2 separate regions of the Mus musculus genome follow, and region 2 is linked to region 1. Evidence: chromatin contacts called from public promoter capture Hi-C data. All regions are on one chromosome and are shown on one strand. Each heading gives the region's core, a stretch centred on a gene start, on an enhancer-like site or on the middle of the called end of the contact. The rest is flanking DNA. Distances are from core to core; before and after follow the strand shown.

Region 1 (3,231 bases), core at 723-3,222:
CTGAGGGCCAGGCCATTGAGAGACCCTATCTCAAAGAATCCTAGATAGATACCCCTGAGGGACCAGAGCCAAGGTTGTCTCTGGCCTATACACACACACATACACGTGTACACAGAGAGAGACAGAGAAACAGAGAGAGAGAGAGAGAGAGAGAGAGAGAGAGAGAGAAACACATTCACACAAACACACCAGATAGAAAACCACGAAACCAATTCCCATTTCACAGACAGGGAAACTGAGGCATGGTGCTGCCAGCTTCCTTGTCCTTGCCCAGTTTTGCTCTGGACCCAGGTCTACACCCAAACTCCCAGATCCACCAACTGTCTGGTTCTCGACCCATATAGACCTTACACATGCCTCTGGTTGCCTGTTTGGGGGCTCAGAGGGAGCCCAGGTAAGAGCTGCTCCAGAGGGCCCCCGCTTACATTGTCATGGCTCAGCAGCACGCCTTTGGGGGTCCCTGTGGTCCCAGAGGTGTAGAGGATGACAGCACACTGGTTGGCCTTCTGGCTCAGGATGACCCGATCCAGCTGGATATTTGGGATGTCATTCCCTAGCTCCATGAAGTCATTCCACTGTGGATGGGAAGGTGGGTAGAGGGTGGGGACCCAGCTGGCTCGTGCTCAGACTCTAGCCTGACTCACCCTGACTCCAGTGGGCTCACCCCAAGGCAGGTTGCCAGCGGAGGTTGGCAGAAGGACCAAGGGTTGGGAGAGCTCTCAGAAATGCCCCGTTCCACCCTGGCTAGCTTCTGACCACTGCCTGTGCACTGATGGGCCTGTGAGCTCAGACAGGCCTTTTCTATAATGCAGAAAGCTAGCCCTTTCTTTGGGTAGTCCCAAAAAGTGACTGACTGACTGTGCTGTGGTCTTGGGCAAGCAGCTGCTCTCTCCTGACCCAGCCCTCTAGTGTATCTGCAATCCTTAAAGACAATACCAGCTGTAAATAACAAAAGCCTGTCCCTCAAATAGCTTAAACAGAAGATTTTTAGACTTAAATTTAATTACTTATTTGGGAATCATGTATAGAAGTCAGCTCTCTCCTTCCACTGATTGTGTGAGTTCCCCGGACCAAGCTCCAGGTCACCAGGTTTGTCAGCAAGCCACTTTACCTGCCAAGTCCTCTTGAAGGCTGGCCCCTCCAGGAGGTACTGGCCCTTGAAAAGAGCTCTCATCCCTTTCCTGAGTTCAAGTCTCATGGCTTCCCCAACTTCTGAGTTGCCAACTAGATGGCTCTGACTCCACCCCTGCCCAAGAAGTCATCCCTGATTGGATGAAGCCAAGTATTTTTCATCAGTCTAGGTGCCAGTGATTAGCCAGAATTTGGGGCATATGACTTCAGTCGCAGTGAAGATGAAGAAGTTAGCAGCACATGAAGATTTCCTATTGCCTAGACTTGTCACTACAGATGTGGCCACAGGATCATTGGTGGGAATGGGAGGGGTCTGAAGAGCCAGGAGATTAGTGACAAAACACCCAGAGGGTGGGAACTCCTGGTTGCAGCCCTGTGTGAAGCCCACATTCTGAGCTGTAAAGAGACTGACAAATGACCTCTCTGGCTCAAGACATTTGGGTTGGGCTTTTGTTGTGTGAAAGCAATGGCATCTTTTAGGTTCAAAGGGGGCAGCTGAGAGGACTGGGGCACTGGGCCTAACAAGAGGGTTCCATCCCTACACTGAATCCTAAGACTGGCAAGACTAAATCCCATCACACAGGAGGCCTAGGCAGGTTGCTATCAAGTTTTAGGCTAGCCTGGGCTACGAATTCAAGACTAGCCTGGGGTACGTATCCATATCTATCTCCACTGAAATTTTATAGGGTCTCTAATCCATTGCAGAGTAGGTGGATGCCATGGTATGTAACAGAATCATCCCCAGTCGGTGTCCCCACTGAGAGGCACTCTCATCCATAGGGATCGTGGCATAACCTATTTATTGACTTGCCAGTTACTATGGGGAGGATGCTGCTGCCACCTAGTGGCTGGAGGCCAGAACCACTGCTCTAGGACTATCGCTTCCATCCTCTGCCCCAAACTCAACAGTCTCAAGACTGAAGAATGTGGTAAGGATACCTCTAAGGAGGTTTTTGTTTTTTCTTTCCCCTTGAAACACATCCTTAAGGTTGAACCAAGAATCACACACTAGGCAAGGAGACACCAGACAGCCACACCCCAGCCCCTCACTGGGGGTTTCTAGGCAGCAGTGCTATTATTCTGAGCCACACCCCCAGGCCTATTTATTTTAGTAGAGGGTCTTAATAGTTGCTCATGCTGGCCTTAAACAGGCCTGGCTCAACCTTCCTAGTAGTTAGGATGGCAGGCCTGTGTCCCCAGCCTTGCTTCAAAGATGAATTTTAAAGTGATCCAAGACTTAGGATACTGTTGCTGTAGTGACACAAGACCTCAAATGACCGGTGCTTGTGATCTGGTGCCTGAAAGACCCAGCAGCTAGAGGAAACATTTACAAATCTTAATACATGTAGCTAAAAATAGCCAAAAATAAAATTATAATACATTATGACTGTTTGGTTGGAGCCTGCTGCTTGCCCCTGCACAAGCTGGGAAACCCTATCTGCCCTCTTTCCCCCAACCCATCTTTCACTGAAAAGCTCTGAGCCAAAAGCTCAGTTCCGCATTTCTGGCAGCCGATGTAACTAGCTGTTCTGATACGGCAGGCCACTCAAGTGCCCGCCCAGGAGGAGCCCAGCTTCTGACCATACTCAGGCACAACCCCAGCTTGTAAGCGAAACATTCTTCACACAGTGTAAAATTAACCCTTGTGTTATTCAAATGCTGATTTTCTCTGCCCTCACATCTCGTTTTAGTCAGGACAGATTGAACGGTATGGTAATGCTTATGTTAAGAATCTCCCTTCTCAACATTGTGTGAACAATTCTTACCATTTATTCTCAGCCTTGTTAATACATGCTGATCACCCAATGGCTGGGCAGAATAGGAGACTAGGACGGGAGATCTGCCAGCCAGAGGAAAGAGAGAGGGAGACTCAGATCAGCAAGGAGGATGGAGGTTTGGAGCTACAAGGAAGAGGTACGGAGAGAGAGAGAGATCGCTGAAACACACCTGAAGCCCAAAGAGTCAGATCAACACTAACATGCCAGTATCCTGGGATGGGGATGGAGGTAGCCAGATGAGCACAGAAAGTAAAGATAGATCATCTAACTGTTCAGCTATTGAGGTGCAGTTTTAAATAAATAAATGTTTTTATGTGTGGTT
Region 2 (3,233 bases), core at 162-2,661, 400 kb after region 1:
ATGAAGTCTCATGCCAGGCTTTGTACAATGGAGCTGGGAATCAGAGTCCTGCCTTGTGCCTGTGCAGTGAACACTATTGGCTGAAGCCATCTCCTCGGCCACGTCTGATGGTTTTTAAAGGAGATTCCTGCCATATAGCTAGGTGTGGTAGCCTGTGTCTGTAATTCTCTGCATTCCAGAGCCAGAGGCAGGAGAATCCTAAGTTCGAAGCCAGTCTGGGCTTCTTGAGACACTGTCTCGAAACAATAGCAGTGAAGAACAAAAGCATAAAAGCTGGAAAGAGTCCTTTATTTTCCATTTCCTGTAAATCACTCCAGCGGATGGAATCTGGTGAGCCCTTTGTGCGGTCTCTTTCCACGCATCACTGAGCAAAAGACAAGAAAATTACTGGTCCCCACAGTGATCTGACTCAGTGGCTACAGGTACTTGTCACGTAAGCCTGAAGTCCTTAGTTTGAACTCAGATGGTGGAAGGAGAGAACCCATTTCAAACAGGTGCCGTGGCATGTATGATAAGAAATGAATAAGCAAATAGGTAAATTAAAGAATAGCCAGCTTATGGTAATATATACTTTGCCACAACAAACTGTTGAATATAGTTTCTAAGACAGGATTGTTCTCTGTAGTCTAGGAGCTGCCCTTAACAGCACTAGGGGATTCTAGGGGTAGGGGACATGAAAGGGGGGGGGGTGTGATACGTTCCTAACCACGCCCTCAGCCTCTCACTGGGGGACTCTTGACAACGATTCAACCCCTGACCATGCCCCCCAGCCCTCTCTCTCTCTTTTTTTTTAAACTCCCTATGCCCACCCCAAGACAGGGTTACTGTGTGTAGCGCTGTCTGTCCTAGAACTTGCTCCATACACCAGACTGGCCTTTTAAACTTCATAGATCCACCAGCCTCTGCCTCCTAGGTGCTGGGATTAAAGGTGTGCACCACCACCGCCCAGCTTTATTTGTTTTTATAATTCTTATTTAGAGACTAGATCTGGGTAAATTGCCGAGGCTGGTCTGGAACTTTGAATTCTCCTGCCTCAGTTTCCCAAGTAGCTGGAATGACAAAACTGGCACCTAGACTCAGTTTCAAAGTTTTTAGTAGACTGCAAAATAAAACAAAATGCCCATTCCAGAGAGCCTTCCCCCATTAATGCCAAGACAGCTCACTGTCTAATCACCATCAGGAGCTCAGTCAGTCTGAGTCACCGTCTTGATAGGAGGAAAAGGAGAGCCGAGTTATCTAATGCCGAAACCCAAAATATTAACGTGAAAAATCTGCCAGATTGAAAAGGACAAGGAACTCTTTAGTCATTCTTTCCAAGCAACAAAATCCTCTGCCCAGCCTCCTTATATAACAGCAGTGACGCTTGCCACTTGTTAGCAGGTGGCTGGCCAAATTCTGTTTGGCTGCTCACATGTGGCCTTCTCCACAGAATGGAAGTCATGGGACAGAAGCCGTGCTTGGAACTGCATGCAGCCTGGGTGTTTATAGTGGCGTGAAGCATCTGCCTGCCGAGAGTAAAAAAACAGCTGGCTTTTCAGTTGATTTATTTTATCTTTTATCGTGTTTTTATTCATTCTCTTATTTTGTGGATGGGCTTACCCATGATATGGCTCCTATGCAGAAGTCGGAGGACAGCTCGCTGGAGTCGGTGGGTTCTCTCTTTCTACTACATGTGGCCCAGGGATGGAACTCAGGTCATTAGGCTTGGTTGCAGGTGCTTTCATCTGCCGAACCATCTTGCTGGCCCCTTACTTTCATATTTTATTTCGAGAACGGGGTCTTGCTAACTTTTCCAGGTTGCCTTGGAACTTTAGTCTTCCACCCGTGCCTGGCTTGTTTGTTTATTTCACGTGTGTGGTCAGTCATGCTTGCGGTGGCCACAGGCCGACCTTGAGAGCGGCTCCTCAGGTGCTGGGAGTTTCCTCTGTGGGTGTGTATGCAGCCTGTATGTGTATGAGCACGTGTAGCTAGCTGTGCACATGGAGGTCAGAGGGTCTCACTGATGGCTGTTCCATCTCTCTAGCACATTCCCTTGAGATAAGGTCTCTCACTGAACCAGCAGCTGCTCTCATGGCCAGCAGGTCTCTTAGTCGTTGCCTCTTCCTAGCTCTGTCCTGCACAGCACTTGAGTTATAGGCACCCATGTGAGCTGCACTGATTTTTTACATGGGTGCTGGGGATTCAAACTCATGTCCTTAGACTGATGCATCAAGTGCTCTTACCCACAAAGCCATCTCCCCTGTCGGCCTTGTTTTGTTGAGACAGGGTCTTTAACTGACATGCTGCTCAGATGTAACTAGAGTGGCTGGTTTAGTCTTTCTGTCTCTGCCTCCTTGATGCTGGGATTACAAGTGTATGACACCATGCCTGGCTTTTGACCTGGGCACTAGGGATTGAACTCAGGTCTTCTCGCTTATGTGCTTGGGTTACCCACTGAGGTCAACTATAGTCTTGTTTTGATCTTTTTGAGACAGAGTCTCACTAAGTTGCCTGGGTTGGCCTTGAACTCAGTGTTGTAGCAGAGGCTGACCTTAAACCTGCTATCCTCCAGCTCAGCGCAGGGACACAGAGACATTTGTCTCTATCCCCAGAGTCTTGCCTCTCCTTGAGCCTGGATTTTTACTTGGTAAGTCATAAGAGTGTGTGTTTTCCTTCTTTCCTGTCTGTCTGTCTGTCTGTCTCTGTCCTGTCGCAGGGAGGCCCTGAAGAAGATGAAAGATGTATATGAGAAAACACCACAAATGGGGGACCCTGCCAGCTTAGAGCCCCGCATTGCAGAGACCCTGGGCAACATTGAGAGGCTGAAGTTGGAAGTGCAGAAGTATGAGGTCAGAGGCATGGCCTGGGGAGGCCTGGTGGCAGGCAGAGCTGCATGAGTCACTGTGGGGTGGGGGACAGGGAGGTGCTTGGGGGGATAGGATCCAGCTGCCTACTATCTAAGGTTTGGGTGTGCGTGGGTGATGTCATGAGGTGACCCCAGGCCAGAGTGGGATGACCTCAAAACCTTGCTTTGGAACTCATGCTGTGATCTCCAACCAACCCTAGGCTTGGTTGGCAGAAGCTGAAAGCCGGGTCCTCAGTAACCGAGGGGACAGCCTAAGCCGTCACGCTAGGCCCCCTGATCCCCCAACTACTGCCCCACCTGATAGCAGCAGTAGCAGCACCAACAGTGGATCCCAGGACAATAAGGAGAGGTAGGTCGGGAAACCAGAAGAAGTTATGAGGTGTTGGCC

The links. Capture Hi-C pulls out chosen DNA fragments and counts their contacts.
Region 2: a promoter capture Hi-C map of adipose tissue shows a contact between it and region 1. The contact joins two enhancer-like sites. A contact is called at or near these places in 1 of 39 promoter capture datasets (maxillary cranial neural crest), 2 of 115 datasets of contacts at active chromatin or transcription factors (embryonic hindbrain and embryonic stem cells) and 1 of 9 other capture datasets (adipose tissue).

What each region holds. Positions count from the first base shown.
Region 1 is chr17:56,856,454-56,859,684 of GRCm38.p6, forward strand. Acsbg2 (acyl-CoA synthetase bubblegum family member 2) reads right to left here. Exons shown (of 15, transcript NM_001039114.1): 7 at 426-575. Among named protein-coding and RNA genes, the nearest start is that of Acsbg2, 16 kb to the right of the region's middle. Within about 2 kb of position 1,973, at least 6 of the 459 cell types and tissues checked have an H3K27ac peak or open chromatin away from gene starts, as enhancers often do. A contact at or near this core is called in adipose tissue, where this site is marked.
Region 2 is chr17:57,258,595-57,261,827 of GRCm38.p6, forward strand. It overlaps Trip10 (thyroid hormone receptor interactor 10), which reads left to right. Exons shown (of 15, transcript NM_001242389.1): 12 at 2,696-2,828; 13 at 3,046-3,194. Among named protein-coding and RNA genes, the nearest start is that of Trip10, 11 kb to the left of the region's middle. Within about 2 kb of position 1,412, at least 26 of the 459 cell types and tissues checked have an H3K27ac peak or open chromatin away from gene starts, as enhancers often do. A contact at or near this core is called in adipose tissue, where this site is marked.